Linked DNA regions of Mus musculus: region 2 is linked to region 1. A link is a contact called in public promoter capture Hi-C data. All regions are on one chromosome and are shown on one strand. The core of a region is the stretch at or near the end of the contact, and the rest is flanking DNA. Distances in the headings are between cores, read along the strand shown.

Region 1 (4,667 bases), core at 697-3,196:
CTGTTATTTTGTTATATTTGAACTTCAACAACTTTAACTCTGCCTATGCTCTTCCATCCCTGGATGGCTCAGTATTTAAAAGCACTGACTGCCAGGCGTGGTGGCGCACGCCTTTAATCCCAGTACTTGGGAGGCAGAGGCAGGCGGATTTCTGAGTTCGAGGCCAGCCTCTACAAAGTGAGTTCCAGGACAGCCAGGGCTATACAGAGAAACCCTGTCTCGAAACCCCCCCCCCCCCAAAAAAAAGCACTGACTGCTCTTCCAGAGTTCCTGAGTTCAATTCCCACCAAACACATAGTGGCTCATAACCATCTGTAATGGGGTCTGATTCCTTCTTCTGGTGTGTCTGAAGACAGCTACAGTGTACTTATATAAATAAAATCTTAAAAAAAAAAAAAAAGAGTAATTATCCCAACTTGACACTAGGTCACTGCGAGCAACAGTCCCTAACAATATAGGACCCCTGGGTGGGGAGATAGGGCCTCTTGGCTGCTTCACCTGGACAGTGTTTTTTGGGACTCCAGCATCTTAAGCCTCAGCTTGGGATCTGTCTACACGATGTGGCGGCCACTGTAATCTGGGAACGGAACTCCTTCTAGGCAAGTGCTCTACCATTAAACTAAGCTATACCTCCATCCCAATAGAAGGGTTATGTGAGGACCTCTTGAGTGAAAGAGTATAAGACAAACTGTGAAACCTCTCTAAATAAATATTCTTACTACTGTAGCAAGGTGTCTGCACAGATTCAGGCCAATAGCTCTCAGGCTATTCGCACTATAATCTTACCGCCAGAAGACAGGAAAATAGAGCAAGGCGTGTCCAACCTGTGGCCCATTAAAGTGGACGGCATCTGTGACTACTTCTCCAAACAAAATCATTTGTGGCTCTTTTTTTTTTTTTTTTTTTTTTTTAGACCAGAGTCTCTTATATTTCGGGATAGCCTTGAACTTCTAATCCTATATGCACACACCAGGTCGAACTCCAGCAGAACTCCGGGCTCGGAGCTACATCCCCAGCCCCGCGATTTTTTTCTTTTTTAAATATTTATTTGTTTGTTTATTTATTTATTATATGTAACTACACCATTCATTTATTTATTTATTTATTTATTTATTTATTATATGTAACTACACTGCAGCTGTCTTCAGACACCCTGGACTGGCATCAGATCTCATTACAGATGGTTGTGAGCCACCATGTGGTTGCTGGGATTTGAACTCAGGACCTTCGGAAGAGCAATCAGTGCTCTTAACCACTGAGCCATCTCTCCAGCCCCCTTTTTTAAATAATTCAATCACGCAGTTTTTCGGCGTGGACTTTGTGGTTAACAGTTTTGACAATGACAAATCGTTGCATTCGCCTGTCGGATTCTCCTTCTGGAACGCCCAGGCAATGCCAGATCTTACGCAGTGCTGTCAATCTCAGTAAAATTGCCAAGGCTGAGGGTGCTAATTCTCAATTTGTGCAGGAAGTTGACGATGGGGGTTTTACGCATGCGCACCTCCTCAGAGCCCCAGAGAAACTGCCCAAAACTAGAGCTTCACGTAGTTTCACCCTTGCTGAACCTTCTGAGTACTACGCACGCATCTTGTGCAGGCAGCGGTTGGCCGGTGCTTCCATCACTCACCCGAAGGGCCAATGGAGTGAGCCTAGTTACCTACTTCCCCCTGAGTAGCAGGCGGCGCCGGGCGTGGCTTGAAGGCCTTTGTTCCACGCGCGGCGGAACTTTACGAGAGGCTCCGGAGCGTGCTCTGCCACCTGCTAAGCCCCGGAGACGCAGTCAAGGGTCTCAGCGACACCTTGGGGGAGTGGGGCAGAACGTACGGAAATGGATGTTAGGCGACTCTACAGCCTACCTTCTATACCCGCCCCCTTTCGCCTTAGAGTGGAGGGTTACTTTGAAACCCGGAAGCAATTCATCTCCGGAACACACCGCGGGTCACGTGGGGGCGGTGCGTAACGGGCGCGTGATCCGGCGTCCTGCGGGTCTTCCCCTCCCCAGGGGCACCCAGCATGCTTTGGGCACGTGGCAGCTCATGTCCTAAATAGGAGTAGTCCTGGGCCGCTATCCTGTGAGGGTGGAGACGCTCCCCGAGACTGGACAGACACCGAGAGGTGGAGCTGAGCCAATACGAGGCTAAGGGGTAAATCTGACTCACCCGAGAGGCCGGAACTGACCTGCTGCAAACTACCAAGGAACTTCGCTAGGCTGGGTGGCTAGAACGGGGGGGGGGGGGGGGGACCTGTAAACTATGCTAAGGCTACCTCTTCTATTTGAGACCCAAGTCTGAAACAGGACAGGAAAGTGGATTTGCTCTTCGTCCAGGTAGTGAGTGATTTCAGGCTGCAAACATTCAGGTCCAGAGCCTGAGATGAGATCGCCTGGGTCCCTTCCACATCTGCTGATCCTTGAACAAGTTCCCACACAATCACAAGGCTGGAAAAGATAGCCCATGGGACTAAAGGATGAGTCAGACCAAAATAACCACTGGCCTCGTGGCATGAACAGTTAGACAGCACTGATTGCTCCTAAGAACCACTGACCTTGATAGCTGAGTCCAAGAGACCCACACCCTAGTTCTATTTTATATGGCAATACTCGAGGAACTCGTCCTTCAGCTAAAAAAGAGATCAGCTTCAAAAAGTTGCAACTTGGGAGTATTTTTTATTAAAAAAAAATGTGTATGTACACATGTGTCCTGAGGAGACCAGAGGGGTGTTGTATAAGAATGTTTGCTGGGGGAGTCAGTGGTTAAGAGCATTGACTGCTCCTCCAGAGGACCTGTGTTCCATTCTCAGCACCCACATGGCAGCTCACAACTGTCCTTACATAGACAGACATGCAAGCAAAACATCAATGCACATAAACAACAAAAAATGTTTGCTGACCTGAATTGGTTCTAGCACCCATGCCAACATCTCACAACTGCCTGTAACATTAGCTCCAATAAACTTGATGCCCTGCTCCAGCCTCCAGGGACACTCATGCACACACACACAAGAAAATAAAATCCACACCATTGCATACACTAGCAAGATTTTATTGAAAGGACCCAGATGTAGCTGTCTCTTGTGAGACTATGCCGGGGCCTAGCAAACACAGAAGTGGATGCTCACAGTCAGCTAATGGATGGATCACAGGGCTCCCAATGGAGGAGCTAGAGAAAGTACCCAAGGAGCTAAAGGGATCTGCAACCCTATAGGTGGAACAACATTATGAACTAACCAGTACCCCGGAGCTCTTGACTCTAGCTGCATATGTATCAAAAGATGGCCTAGTCGGCCATCACTGGAGAGGCCCATTGGACACGCAAACTTTATATGCCCCAGTACAGGGGAGCGCCAGGGCCAAAAAGGGGGAGTGGGTGGGTAGGGGAGTGGGGGTGGGTGGGTATGGGGGACTTTTGGTATAGCATTGGAAATGTAAATGAGCTAAATACCTAATAAAAAATGGAAAAAAAAAAAGAAAAGAAAATCCCCCCCGCCCAAAAAAAGCCGGGCAGTGGTGGCGAACACCTTTAATCCCAGCACTTGGGAGGCAGAGGCAGGTGGATTTCTGCGTTCGAGGCTAACCTGGTCTCATAGTGAGTTCCAGGACAGCCAGGAAACAGAGAAACCTTGTCTCGAAAAACCAAAAAAGAAAAAGAAAATCACATAAAAAACACAACAAAAATATGCACTGTCTTTCATTTGTGTAGGCACCATGCCAGATAATGTCCAGTCAGTATTTTTTAAGATCCTTGGGATCATGTTAGAATGTTTGGCTTAGTTTCATTTTATTCTTTTTTTTACTAGAATTCCATGTATTCCAGTTATCCTGAGCTCACGTACAGCAGAGGATACCCCCGAGTTTCACCGCCATCTCTTACTAGGATTCCAGGTGTGTGGCACTGCCTCTTGAAGTATTAAGCGCTGAGTGAAGTGTGAGCCCAGGACTTCTTGCTTGCTGGGCTGTCCCATCCCTGTGCCATCTCTGCAGCCCTTGGAGGTAGTGCTTGAATTGAAGTTGTCTCTTTCTGGGTGATTCCAGGTTGTGTCAAGTTGACAAAACCAACCAGGCTACACTACACCTGCCATTTTGTACTCTATGAAGCAGCACACTCAGTGTTGACAAGTATCAAATCAAAGTATTAGTTCTGAAAAATATTGAAGAGGTTCTACATGGAGAACTGTCAAATATTCAGCCAAGCTTGACTGATTGTTTTTTGAATTAAGACAGGGTTTTACTCTAGCCTTGGCTGTCTGTATGTCGATCAGGTTGGTCTAGAACTCAAGAGAGTTTTGCCTGCCTCTGCCTTTCACGTGCTAGGATTAAAGGCATGCACCACTATACCCAGCCTTCAGCCAAGAGTTATATAAAAATAAATCCATCTTATTAGTATGAAAACTTGCTTTAATTTCTTCATGTAGTCTTAGCTGGGCTGGATGCTTTAATCTTTAATAACTATTAAGATTATAAATATAGACCAGATAGTTTATGTGTATTAAAGAATTTTATTTAAAACAAATCTGGGGGGCTATGGAGATGGCACAAGTATGTCTTCAGGTCAGCAAAGCTAGGTACAGTTGTGGGTGCCTGTAATCCCACAAGAGAATCATTTGGGCATGTGGCCAGCTAGTATGACTAAAATGACAAACTCCAGATTCGGTCAAGAATGACTGAGGAG
Region 2 (4,705 bases), core at 1,268-3,767, 150 kb after region 1:
GAATCCTGAAGTTAACAGGCAGGGTTGTTCCGCAAAGAAAAAGATGGCTCAGAGCAATCTGAAGGGGCTAGAAAGAAGGCTCAGTGGTTGGGAGCCTGAACTATTTATGCAGAGAACCTGAGTTCAGCTCCCAGGACTCACATCAAGGAGTTCATAACTGCTTATAACTCCAGCCCAGGGGAACCTGATGTTTCTGGCTTCCTCAGTAGCTCACATGCACAGACACACACGTGCATGACTAAAAATAACAAATAGCAGCTGGAGAGACTGGAGAGATGGCTCAGTGGGTAAGAGCGCTGACTGCTCTTCCAGAGGTCCTGAGTTCAAATCCCAGCAATCATGTGGTGGCTCACAACCATCCTGGGATCTGATGCCCTTTTCTGGTGTGTCTGAAGACAGCTACAGTGTATTCATATACAATAAATAAATACATCTTTAAAAAAATAACAAATGAAGTTTTGTTTTGCTTTGCTTTGCTGACACCAGGGCCTTGCTATATAACCTTGTCTGTCTTGGAACTTGCTATGTAGATCAAGCTGGCTTCAGACTCCAAGAGAACCTACCCACTTCTACCTTCTGAGATCTGAGATTAAAGGCATGTGCCACCACTCTTAGCTAAAATTAATAAAATCTTAAAAAAGAAAGGGAGGAAGGAAGGGAAGAAGGAGAAAATTGAAGCTTTGAGGGCTTCTAAATAGCTGTCTTGGGGTCAGGTCCTCTGCACTGGCAGAAGCCAAAGCCTTAGTTTTACTCTGAATTGTTGATGGACACCTGTCCATATGCTGTAAACACGTAAAACCATGCCAGGTGTACACCTCAGCTCTGTGCATGTGTATGAGTTGTCACGTGGTCTATGGGCGTGGACTTCAGCGTGAGGAGAGGCCAGGGAGGCTGCAGAGGAAAGAATTTTTCCCCTGAGAGACAAAGGATCCTCCCTATCAGAAATTTATTTATTTATTTATATTCATTTATTTATTTTATGTAAGTACAGTGTAGCTGTCTTCAGACACCCCAGAAGAGGGCATCAGATTTCATTACAGATGGTTGTGAGCCACCATGTGGTTGCTGGGATTTGAACTCAGAACCTCTAGAAGAGCAGTCAGTGCTCTTAACTGCTGAGCCATCTCTCCAGCCCCTTATTTTTATATTCTTTTGTTTTGTTTTGTTTTGGTTTTGGTTTTTCGAAACAGGGTTTCTCTGTATAGCCCTGGCTGTCCTGGAACTCACTTTGTAGACCAGGCTGGCCTCAGACTCAGAAATCCACCTGCCTCTGCCTTCCAAGTGCTGGAATTAAAGGCATGCGCCACCACTGCCCAGCTTTATATTCTTATTATTTCATATGTGTGGATGTTTTCCTGAGTGTGTGCCTGTGCATCATGTGTGTTCCTGATGCCTCCTGTGGCCAGAAGAGGGCATCAGATCCCTCGGGACTAGAGTTACAGCCGTGAGCTGCTGTGTGTGTGCTGGGAATTGAAGTCAGATCCTCTGGAAAACAGCCAGCGCTCTTAACTTCTCTGGCCCTGTTTTTCTTTTTTTTTTTCTTTTTCTTTTCTTTCTTTTTTGAGAAAGGTTTCAACTCCGAAGCCCAAGGCAGACTCAAACTCATGACACTCCTCCTGTTTCAGCATTTCAAGTGGTGGTCCACATCTGTGGCCTCTCCAGAATTTTAAAATGTTATTGTTGTATGTGAGGGACTGTAGGTTGAGTTTCAGTGTGGAGGTCAGAGGACGACTTTTGGGGGTCCATCTTCTCCTTCCACTGTGAGTCTGGTGATTGAATTCAGCTGCCAGGATGTGGTTTTACCTACCAAGCATCTCACCAGCCTTGAAAATGTAAACAAAATCCATCCATGGGTGCAGAGGAAGGAGGAACTGTGAAATCAGATGACTCTATTTTAGAGAGATTCCCATGGTGCTGGAGAGATGGCTCAGGTGTTAAGAGCACTTGCTCTTTCAAAGGACCCAGGTTTCATTTTCAGCACCCAAGTTACAGCTCTCAGGGTCTGTAACTTCTGTTCCATGGTATCTGTTGCCCTCTTCTGGCCGTTTTAGGCACTACAGACATGGCGCACAGACATGCACCACTATAAATTAAAAGCCACACTCATACATCTAAAATAATGAAATAAAAATAGCTAGAGAATTTCCATAGTCCCTCCTTGCTAGGAGTCCCTTCCCAGGGACAGAAGCATCTTCCTGTGATTTCTACCTCTCTAGCAGCAACCCCAGCTGTGCAGCATCACGCATGATCTTTTTATAATCCTGGAGTTTAGAGTACTGAGGGTGCCCCATTCCAGCCTTCTCCTATCCTCTTCCTGGATGTCAGTTTCTGCTCTGAGCCAATCACCCACCCAGGCCTTTTTCCGGTGGTTTGTGCCAGCCTGTCCTGCATCCCACATCCCCAGCTGTTGACATTTCCATGCCATTGCCCAAGGGACGAATAAAGGGCCCCTGTTACCCAACAATAGGGGAGAAGACAGGGACAATGGGAAATTGTGTTTCTAATAGGGTGTGGACAGAAAAGAAAAGGACAGACAGACAGAAAGGGTCAGGGTCCTGAAGCAGCCAGACATCCTGAAAATCTGACTCCCATCTTGACAGCCTCTTCTGAAAGGCCATATATAGCCTGGCACAGAGGGCACAGGTGAGGGCTTTGGTGGGGGGGAGGGCAATTCTGTTGTTTGGATGGGGTCCATATGAAAATACAGAGCTGGATTCACAATTAGGGTTCGTCCCCGCTCCTCCTGGTCCAGCACCCTTGTACTTACAATTGGTCTGTCCCACCCCTGGTCTAAGGACAGAAGTAGCAAGGCCCGCTCTCCACACTCTTTTAGGTAATCTCCAGGATTGCTTTACTCTGCCCCCAACCGGTGTCTTGCCCTGGCCCCAGGACATCAACTGGCACAGATGCAATCACGGCTGACTTAGTGTGCTGCGTGAACATAGGCCTCAGTGCCTTGGCTTCTCTGAACACAGGAAACGAGTCTCTCTAGAACCGTGTCAGAGGAGCTGCAGTCCTGAGGCTCTAGGGTGCTTTGAACCCCCAGAATCCCTAATGAACCCCCACTGCAACTTCTTCCTTCTGCAGGACAGGAAGCTGCTGAGCACAGCTCGATTTGCCTCTGAGGAGAGATCATCTTGCAGGTAGGCAATGGGCTGCTGGCTTTCTATGTGTGGAAATGTTATATGTGTGCTTCTCTTAAAATACAGAACCTTAGATCAGTGACTAAGAGCTCAAGCTGGCCCAATCTGATTCAAACCCCAGTTGAACCTCCTTCCATAGCTCGGTGACTGTACCTGGGTGTTTATCAATGCCTCCCTGGATAGCCAGAGGAGTCAGAACAGTATACCGCAAAGTGCCTAAGTCAGATTGGACTTTAAACATGTCCGTGGTAGCTCAGTCCATTTTTTATTGCACTTTTATTTATTTTGTGTTTATGTGTGGTGTGCCTGTGCCATGCTTGTGTGAATGGAGTCCGAGGACAAGGTGTGGGAGTCGGCTCCCTCCTTTAAGCGTATGAGACCTAGGAAATGAACTCAGGTCATTAGTCTTGGTGGGGACCATCTTTACACATGGAGCTATCTCGTCAGCGCCTAAACATAAAGATCACTCTTATTTACCAGGCTGTCCCATATGGACTCCTGTCCCACATGCTTTACTTGTAATTGAGAAAGGGTTTCTCTGTGTAACCCTGGCTGTCCTAGAACTCACTATATAAACCAGGCTGGCCGCAGACTCACAGAAATTCACCTGCCTTTGCCTCTTGAATTCTGGGATTAAAGACATATACTACTTGACATTTTTATTTTTATTATTGGGAGGTTTTTTTTTGTTTTGTTTTGTTTTGTTTTGTTTTTTGAGACAGGGTTTCTCTGTGTAGCATTGGCTATCCTGGAACTCACTTTGTAGACCAGGCTGGCCTCAAACTCAGAAATCAGCCTGCCTCTGCCTCCTGAGTGCTGGGATTAAAGGCGTTTGCCACCACGCCCGGCTTATTGGGTTTTTTTTAAAGTTGTGTGTGTGTATGTGTGTGTTAGTGCCTGTGAGAGTAGGTGCCCTCAGAGTCCTGAAGAGGGTGCCAGATTCTCTGGAACTGTGACAGACTTAGCATGGGTGCTGGGAACCAAACACTGGTGTTTTCGACCCCTATTGGAAAGGGGAGGGTGTTTTGTTTTGTTTGTTTGTTTTTTAGTGGGGTGGATTTTATTTGTTTGGTTTTTGTCTTGTCTTGTTTGTGTTTGGTTGGTTTTTTGAGATTGCCTGTGTGGCACTGGGATTCTCTCTGTACAACAAGGCTGCCTGCCTGGCTCTGTTTCCCAAGTACTGGGGATAAAGGCATGTATGTGCTAGAACCAGCTGGCAGGAAAGTTCTTAATGTAACTAACCTGTTTCTTTAGATACAAACTGGTCTATCTAATGCCCAGGGCAGTAGATACTCTTCAAGGCCTTTCTTTACCGCTGTCTTCTTCCTTTAATTGCTTCCTGTTAATTCACAGCAAAGCACAGTTTAGCCTTACTCTGCGCTCTATAGCAAGTGTTCCACCTCAGGCACTGTTTTAAGTGTTTTACAAACATATGATGCATTCAGCTAATTTTTGCTGAACTTGCAGGATGCTACAATTATTACTTTACTAACCAAGACACTGAGGCTAAGGTTAAGCTACTCCTTTAAGGTTGTGCACTTAGCATATGGAAGAGCCCAGTC

The links. Promoter capture Hi-C pulls out the DNA fragments that hold promoters and counts their contacts.
Region 2: a contact with region 1 is called in a promoter capture Hi-C map of embryonic stem cells. The contact joins the promoter of Hapln2 here to the promoter of 1700113A16Rik in region 1. A contact is called at or near these places in 17 of 39 promoter capture datasets (the 3T3-L1 cell line, the C10 cell line, the HPC-7 cell line and 9 more), 3 of 15 datasets of contacts at CTCF or cohesin (the NIH/3T3 cell line, embryonic stem cells and pro-B cells), 30 of 484 Hi-C or Micro-C datasets (the BV-2 cell line, the G1E-ER4 cell line, the HL-1 cell line and 10 more), 15 of 115 datasets of contacts at active chromatin or transcription factors (DN3 thymocytes, the HPC-7 cell line, T-cell acute lymphoblastic leukemia and 6 more) and 3 of 9 other capture datasets (adipose tissue, liver and pancreatic islet).

The regions. Positions count from the first base shown.
Region 1 is chr3:88,175,064-88,179,730 of GRCm38.p6, reverse strand. 1700113A16Rik (RIKEN cDNA 1700113A16 gene) reads left to right here and starts at 1,946. Exons shown (of 3, transcript NR_045997.1): 1 at 1,946-2,144; 2 at 3,796-3,880.
Region 2 is chr3:88,025,323-88,030,027 of GRCm38.p6, reverse strand. It overlaps Hapln2 (hyaluronan and proteoglycan link protein 2), which reads left to right and starts at 2,517. Exons shown (of 7, transcript NM_022031.2): 1 at 2,517-2,643; 2 at 3,088-3,143.